Regions from separate parts of the Anas platyrhynchos genome. Here region 2 is linked to region 1. A link is a contact called in public Hi-C data. All regions are on one chromosome and are shown on one strand. The core of a region is the stretch at or near the end of the contact, and the rest is flanking DNA. Distances in the headings are between cores, read along the strand shown.

Region 1 (4,374 bases), core at 1,209-3,708:
TAGCTGATCAAACACATAAAATGTAGGCATTGCTCAACAATGCAGTACCAAAGTGATTCCTAGGGCATAGGCTTAGTGCAGTGTATTTGTACTTAACTGTCCGAATTGCTGCAATTATCATTCCACGTTCTTTACTGGCAACAAACTGGAAACTGCATAAACACAATAAAAATAAAGTGCTATAATTAATGAGAAGTTCAGGATATAATTATACCTTCACTTAACATACTCAAGACTAGACCACATTATATTTCTTTGAGTTATGTAGGTTTTGTTAGACTTTAACACATTTAAATGCATTTTTCTTGGTCTGCCTGTGCCACTAGAAATATTGGGTTTGCACCCAAAGACCACACCAACCTATTTTTTGTATCACACCCTAATCTACCTTAGTGAAGCCTTGTACTCATCTAGATATTAGATGAAACATCACCTGACAGCTTCATACATTCCATATTTTTGAGGAAACACGTTTACTTTTCCAGGGAGAACTCGGAACAAGTGGTTTCTAGTATCCATGAAACAAGGCCAGGTACATAACAATGCCAATAAAACACAGAAAACAGAAGTAATAACTCATTACCTTTCATCCTCTGTTGCATTGGCACTTGTTTCATTTTTATGCATATCTTGTAAGCTTTCCTGAATAGCTTGCTGGGTAGGGATTTCATCATCAGAATTATCATCAGATATATATATAGCATTATACATGGCCAATCAGCACAACTTGGATCACCTTTTTGTAGGAAAACTCTGCTTTTTAACTGGACACAGATGTTAAGTCTTCAGGTTATGTCTGGAGTAATAGAAACAGCAATTGTTTTTAAACAATCGAGAAACAAAGCATTGCCTAAAATAAATGAATCAGAACTCCTCCTTCTCAAGCTACCGTCTTCTCCCAGGTATTTAGTCTGGAACACTGCAAAGAGAGCTGTTCTACTCTAGAACAGAATAAAGGTCTTCTAAGTCCAATAGCATGTGCTAGCTTTTATCTCTATTCCACAGACTGAACATACAGAACAGGTACTTCATCTGGCATTACTACTAGGAAGAATAAAATAAGTAAAATACAATTTTCAGATGGTTTAAATACTCCTTCCCTCTTAAATCTTTCAGAAACTCAAATACCACAATCATGCTCTGATGCTTCCTTAGTAGGAAAGCAGATCTGCAATAAAATTTGGGATGTTTTTTGTTTTGTTCACAGAGGGCCTGATAGTGAAAAGTAGCTGAAAGACACAAGATTTGTTAGTAATACCTTTTGGTCAACGTGTTTCAACAAAGATATCATTAGAGCCATATCTTGTAGTCAGAAAAAATATTGCAAATTTGTGCTAACATCGTGTACTTCAATCTTTCAACTGGAACAACATCATACTCCATGGCTGAAAAAAAGACCAAACTTACCACCTTATGTACATAAACTGCAGCTATTTGGCAGAGAGAAACCTACAAGTGCGCATTCTTTGTTAATGCATACCTGTACTTGCCTAACAGTTGTAAGGGATATATAGAAAAATATTGTAACAATATAAATTCAAATATATGCAAAAATCAAAAAAACACTGGTGTAATCATAATGGAGTTAAAAATAAATAGCTTAAAAACATCACTACAGTTAAAAGAAAAGAAAAAGAAAATGTTTACCAAGTTGGAAGGATTCAATTAAGAATATTTTTAGGAATCTTAAGATTATAACACAAACAATGTAGCACAAAAATCCCATTTATACTATATAAGTCTAAATGTTCAAATAAAAAAATATTAGAAAATCTTTACATTCAAATCAGTCATTAAATATTATGTGTGTAGATGTACACTTCTTTATATGCATAACCTGCAGCACTATTCGTTTGTATATTTGGCTATGTTACTATAGATTAAAATCAAAGATGTTCTTTTAGACTCTAACCTTTCATCGATTTTACCTCATCAAAACTTGCACTTCTGTCTTTCAAGAGAGTTGACCTGAAAACAAAACAAAACACTAAAAATACAGGGCAAAATAAAATAAAATGAGCAAATAAAAATGAAGGTAAATAAATAAATGAGAAAATGAATAAGCACAGCAAAATGAAGAAATGTCAATACAACACTTGGAAAAATTTCAGAAACGTCTTAAAGTTGAACAGCAGTAATTCACAGCAAACCTGCATCATTTCATTTCTTATGTGATCCACCTAACGTGTGATTGCAAGGCCTTGCTCTGTAATTGAATATGTATCAAGGAAGAGAAATTTAGTAAGAAAACATGCATACAAGTATCTATTAGCATTCGATTACACCTACAGTAGTACAATGTGAACATAAACACCTTTTTAAAAAGTACTAATTTTCCTAGGAATTGAGAAAATGCAGTTTTTCCTCACCTTGTGGAAGACTTCACACTTTGAAGAAGTGATTATTAAGTTGAAAGCAATATTTGCAGGATAGAAACTGATCTCAGTGGAGTTTGTGTCCGTTAATAGCTCACTATAAATAACCTATCATAAGATACTCTGGGACTTTCTCCACGTTTCTTTCATACAGGTTAGTTACATTTCATAACCTGACCTGACAAATAGTGTCAGCAAAAGAAGAAATTTGAAGTTCTGTTTATTTACAAAATACTCTTGTTTAAGTTTTTGGAATGAGAAGCTGAGAACTGCAAGTAGTATTACCTTACAGAGAGAAAAAAAAACATTAGTACTTCACAAGGGTTCACTACAGATACTGGCAGGAGCTTGTTTAAAAATGGGTAAGATGACACATAAAGAAAATAATACAAGCAATAAAAGTAAGTATAAACTATTAAATAAAATAAAGAGATGACCCTAATAAAATTACTATGCACCTCTGATTGCCTAATCACAATTTACATATAAATATTAATAGAAATAGAAATGCAAACAAAAGATAATATAGAGTCTGTACATGGAAAAGGAGTTTTTCAGAAAGAAACATCCCAAACCTCTTCTACATGTAAAACACAGTAAGCAATGAAATGAAAAACAAAGTTGTTTAATTATAACAGTGACGGTAGGCTGGAGTGAGACTTTTCTGTGCTTAATTCACTCACTGTATTTAATTTACTCACTCTATTTTGTGGAGGGATCCTTACAAAGAAATGATGATAGCTATGTCTGCATGCAAGGTGGAAATAGTTCTTTAGCAGAGGAGAATGCTTTACTAATTATCTTTTATTTATTTATTTTAAGAAAACCAAAGTATAGAATCATTGAAGGAATTGAAACTGGACTGCATCTCTGGAGTAACAAAGAAGCAGAAATAACATTTTATGGCAGGCAGTCATAACGGAGGATTCGATCATTTCTACTTACAGAAACTGTTTGAAAAAGTAAAAAAAAATAAAAAAATCCAAATTAAGTCCTGAAAAGATGAATTTGCTGAGCAAGGAAGAGACTTGGTAGTGCCTATTACAGATAGTTTAAAAATTTCTCATACTGCAGTCTTCATTGTTGCAGAACAGAACATAGGCTATATATAACACAAGACTGAAATCCCCAAACTTACTATCTATTGGGTTTCCGCTCACACAATTCAGCACTCCTAATGTTTCAAGTTTATTAATTGTACTATTTCTCACAGAAAGTGCAGACACTTTGTTTTTGGTTAAGATATATTTAGTGATATTTTAGTAATGCATAAAATGTACGTTTACACATTAATAATGTTTCCAAAGGCTAAAAGCCTAACCATACCTTTTACAGATTGTAAAGGTGCTAATAATAACACATACTTATTTAAGGTAAAATGCTGAGGATTAGAAAACACATGCCCTCTTTTAAGATTAAAAAAAAAGTCTCTAAGTTTCTGTTGTACAGCATGCTCTTCTGCTGTAAGCAAACAAAAGAAAGGTGTCTTTTGACATTTGTATCTGAACTGGTCAAAGTTAGTCATCCAGTTGGCAGAGCAATGCAACACCTCGCTTGATCCAGTGTTGGACTGGTTTATCCGTGTTAAGCGTCAGAGCAATGACAAAGTTAGTGGAGTGTCCAGTAGTAGATAAGACTCCTTTACGCTCACTTGTCTTGTAGAGAGGGCAGACATATGCATTAGATTTCTTTATATCCGATTTTGCAGCTTTAAAAAAAAAAGAAAAAAGAATATAACCTCCACATTAAGTACTAATCTAAATATCACGTACTTATAGTAACATTTTTAAAGCTAAATAAAAATAGCAATATTGCTTTGTGAGCAACACAATATCTGTTTTTACGGAATTTTTGCTTCTCTGCAATTCTACAAAATTTGTAATAATTCAAAAACATTCAAATCTGAATAGTTACATAATTAAAGCATTTTGCATTCTGCTTTCATGTTAGGATTAACATTTAGACACAAGCTTTTATAATCTCCCTAAGAATTATGGTC
Region 2 (4,374 bases), core at 1,159-3,658, 48 kb before region 1:
GGAAAAGGGTAAGGTGGAAGGTCTTCCATGAGTTTGAGGTCAACTTGACCCTGGAGCAGGGTTACTCTGCCTTTTGGCAGTGTTTGGATCCCTTTATGACCCAACCCAGATAAATTCTTTTCCCTTGGAGGGGGCTGTTACAGCCTGGCCTCAGCCCTGACCCTACTGCCCAGGCTGGGTAAAGGGTGGGGGCCGGCTCTGATTCCGTGGCATCCCTGCAACCTGCACCATCTCCTTGTTCTTCAGCCTCCCCCATTTGCTTCATCCGCCTCCCTGTGTTTTACTGGCATGGGGGGGTGGTCTTGGTGTTTGTGGTGTGATCACGAGCCAGCAGCAGGGGCTGGGGCTGGCCTGACTCTGCCCTGATCCTCAGTTTTGTCATTCCTGGGAGAAACTTCTGGTCCTGGCACCTGTGGGATGGATGGACAACTGCAAGGAAACGGGGGGAGGTGGGATAAAGCCCTGAGCCTATCTTAAAAATTCTGTGGGCTACCCCAAATCCTGGCGGGGGGAAGGCTGGCAGCCCTGGCACATCCCTCAGCAGCTCTGCCCAGCCCGGGGGCTGTCCCCTCTCCCCTTCCTTGCTGGGTTAGGGCACGCTGCACGTCCCTGGCCACCAAGGGCTGAGGTCAGTGCTGCAGCTTTGGCTTCGTGAGGGGATTTTGTGAGGGGAGCGTGCCTTGCTGCTGGGTCCTAGTGAGGTCTCAAGAGCTGCCTGCCTTCCCCCCTGCGCTCTCCAGGTGCTGGAAACACCGGGGCTGTGCCCCCTGCCCTTCCCTGCTCGCCGGTGAATGTGCCGACGTTGCCTTGACCACGTTGGGGTGCTGGCTGCAGGAGCCGGGGTGCCCTGGCAAGGTGGGATGTGAAGCCTGGGGGGAGCAGAGCATACTGTACTGAACGCTGTATTTTCTAAAGAATAAAGTATTTTTAAAACAGCCTGCTGCCCTGCCACTTTTTGGGGGCTGCCGGAGGCCCCACGTTTGCCCTTGTATCAGGAAGTGATATGAGGTCACCCCGGAGGCTCCTCTTCTCCTGACTGCACATCCCCGGCTCTCTCAGCCTTTCTTCACAGGAGAGCTGATCCAGCCTCTGATCAGCTTTGTGGCCCTCCTCTGGACCCGCTCTAACAGCCCCACATCCTTCTCGTGCTGGGGGCCCCAGGCCTGGACGCAGCACTGCAGGTGGGGCCTCAGGAGGACAGAGCAGAGGGGGACAATCACCTCCCTCCCCTGCTGGCCGCTCCTTGTGACACCGATAATAAAGATATTGAACAGCACCAACCCCCTACTGACGTGTAGCTGAGAGCTGCCCCTGTGAATACAGAAGTGGGCAGGCCAGGCCCTCAGGAGCACCCACTGAGCTCTTTGTGGGCCTGTCTGTGCTGGGAGAAAAGCCTTCTTCATCACCTCGTTCACCACAGCAAAAGACGTGCCCCCAAAATACGTGTCTGCAGGGCAGCAGGGATATGAGAGAGGTGTGGATCTGGCGGCATTAATAATGCTATTATTACTATTATTATTCCTGCCTCAATGCCCAGGCAAGGGCTGCTCCTGCTCAGGTGGCCCAACCAGCATCCAGCAGCACAAATGACCACCAGCAGTGACACAAGGACAATGGCATGGCTGGAAAGCCTTGTGGGGACTCTGCCCCGTGGTGCTTGTGCCTCGGGGCAGCAGCTCAGGACCAGCTGTGCTGGCCAGGTAGGCACCTGCTGGTGGGGTGCCTTGGAGGGGGCTGCATTAGGGCTGCACCAAGCATCTCCTCCCCACCAGAGGGACTACCTCCGGGCCTAGGAAATGCGTTGGGTTTTCATCATGCGGGATTCAAGGGGCTGGTTTTAGCCCAGTTCCCTGAAGGCGTGAGGTTGGTGAGCTTGTGAGGCTGGTTCCCTCCTTCAGCGCTGAACCTGCTGGTTATCGTCGCCCACAGCACGCAGCTGGAGGCTGGGCAGGCAGCCAAGGCCCCCAGAGCTTTATGAGCAATGAGAGCTCCATGCTGCACGCTCAGCGAGGGGCTTTGGGACCAGCCAGAGCATGGCACAGCAGAGGCTGGGGGTGGTGGGAGCACTGGGACTGTGCAGCAGCCCTGGAGGAGGTGGCCGAGGATGTCGGGGCCTGCTGGCCCGACCACTGCCTCAGTGGAGGGTGCTTTTGTTTGCATTCAGGATGTTTTACTGCATTACACTGCCTGGAGTTTCTCTCTTATGTAAATAGGTTGAGAAATAAAGGATATGAGATTAAGGCTGTGCAACACACAACTGGATGAATTATTTGCCCCTGTGGGTTCCCAGACAAATCTTAGCAGTCTTTACAGCTGTGTTCTTCCTTGCTTACTCTGTCAGGGCTATGGACGATTTGTCCCCAACTTTATGAACATCTTTGACCAGTTATGTTCCAGAAGCCAAACTAGTGCTTACGTAACCATCACTAGTTATGCAACCCACCATTCAAGCTTTGTTTGCTGGGAAACAATATGTGTTTGTTTATTCATTCTTTGTCCTTTTCAATGGAGAAAATATGTCCTGTGTGCCGTTGGCTCTGTCACTCTTCGCAGTTGTGTTGAACATCTCTGCCAGGCTCTTACTGCACTCCACTTCTACCTTCACACCCTTGCTTAGCAGCACTAGAAGATGTTACCACATGGGATGTGAATGGGTACACAGGGACTGACTACCATGTGCTGATGCTCATCGTGCTCCTGCCACTGCAACCAATGCTAGTTCTGAGCCTCGGGATTCCATTCCCACCTGCAACTAATTTGGAATTGCGTTTGAGATTTCTGATAGCTGGAGCCCTCTCTGTCTTATTTCTTCTCCCCTGCACCATGAAGGAGTGTGGAGAACCTGCTATGAGAACTAGAAGGAAAAAATCAGCTCTATTAGCTGGCATACAAAATGTGTTGCTCCAAGTTTGAGTGCTATCAGTGAAGAAACTAGAAATGCAAGTAACCTTTTACTTTTGGCTTGTGGCTATAGATTAGTCAACACCTCCCCATCCAGATTGCTTACACTACCAGCTCCAAACATCAAAGGTGCATTATGACATTAGGACACTCGTCGAGGAAAGGATGATAAAGGATCTTGAAGGACCTGCAGCTCTATAGCTATGTCTCAAGTTACTAATACAACTTAGTATCTAACGAGAGGAGATGTGCAATGGAGCTGCACATTCATGAAGTCTTAGCCGAAAGCTGCTTGTTGCAATGCAAGGAAACCAGGGTGGGGCACTACATTTTCTTTCAAGTAGCTCTGCAGCATGCCTTAGTAAGATCAGGTTAATGTCACAGCAAGTGAAAGCTAATCCCTTCAGAGCAGCAAAGAAACTGCTTGCGTACACCATAATCGGGGGTGGGCTTTAGCAAGCTACTTTATCAACTGCCTTGTTTAGCAGTAGACCTAACTTGCCATATTAATCCTAGTGCCTGAGGTCAGGTAGTTCCTGCCCTTCCGCAGGACACCGCACCAGGCAGAGGCAGTAGGCACTTGCCTGGCTTGTAAATGACTTTTTAAATGGATCTGATTGACTTAGGAATCTAAGTCTTTTGAAAGGAATTCTTTCAGGAAATGCAGTGTCCTTCAGTATATACTTAAAATAGTGGTGATTGCCAATGGGTGGAGGTGATGTCTTCAGATTGACTACAGTCTAACTCCCAAAAGTGGCTTTGTAATATTACAGCAATATTGCTGCAACATTAACAGCAATAATAACAGCAATAGCCAGTGCAGGGGGGGCTTGTTACCTCCTGAAAAGCAAGAGTTGTGCAGTAACTGGCGAAAACTTGCCTGTAGCAGTTAAAGAACATACCACTGCATGAAGAAAGCAGTGCTGTGCTCTGCTGTAGACTGCATGACAGTAGTGTCCTCTCAATACATGTATTCACCCCTACTGCTACATACATACCTGGAACTACTCCCTAATTGAAGTATGCACTTGCTATTCATGAAAGCATTACACAGGCCTGTTACCTAATTGACATGCAAATTGTCAGAGGTTGCAAAAGCCGCATTGATATTCTATTACAAGCTGCTTCTCTCAAAGACCTGAATTATTAGGAATTGTTTGCTGATAAGCAGCTTTTCCACTGAAGGCTATCCTGGGGCACATATGAAAGTAGAACATGCAGCTGGAGTGAACTTGGGCAAGAACTTGGGCAACCACAAGCAACCTTGCACCTCCCAGCCATACTATGGTATACAGGCCCTCCCTTCCAAGGATATTACAGTCTTTATTTTTTTAAAGGAAAAAAACAGCCGTGTCAAGCAGTCACAAAGTACCACTTACTAAATCTCACTGGCAATTTTCCTCTTGAAACAACAGAATGCTTCTCAGGTACAAAGAAGTACCCTGCTGAGCACTCAAGTGGGAGCACCTGTGT

Evidence for each region. Hi-C and Micro-C count contacts between places; a contact is called where the count stands out from the background.
Region 2: a contact with region 1 is called in a Hi-C map of skeletal muscle, with 1.9 times the contacts expected there. The contact joins the enhancer-like site here to the promoter of ASB14 in region 1. A contact is called at or near these places in 3 of 8 Hi-C or Micro-C datasets (F5 follicle, liver and skeletal muscle).

The regions. Positions count from the first base shown.
Region 1 is chr13:12,758,231-12,762,604 of IASCAAS_PekinDuck_T2T, reverse strand. ASB14 (ankyrin repeat and SOCS box containing 14) reads right to left here and starts at 2,458. Exons shown (of 11, transcript XM_072044103.1): 1 at 2,370-2,458; 2 at 1,929-1,968; 3 at 584-796; 4 at 102-152. The coding sequence starts at 711. DNAH12 (dynein axonemal heavy chain 12) reads right to left here. Exons shown (of 73, transcript XM_072044101.1): 73 at 3,165-4,083. The coding sequence ends at 3,893. All of the region lies in intron 1 of LOC119718254 (a long non-coding RNA gene), which reads left to right.
Region 2 is chr13:12,806,280-12,810,653 of IASCAAS_PekinDuck_T2T, reverse strand. It overlaps TWF2 (twinfilin actin binding protein 2), which reads left to right. Exons shown (of 11, transcript XM_072044535.1): 11 at 1-935. Among named protein-coding and RNA genes, the nearest start is that of ALAS1, 14 kb to the right of the region's middle. Within about 2 kb of position 2,408, at least 2 of the 8 cell types and tissues checked have an H3K27ac peak or open chromatin away from gene starts, as enhancers often do.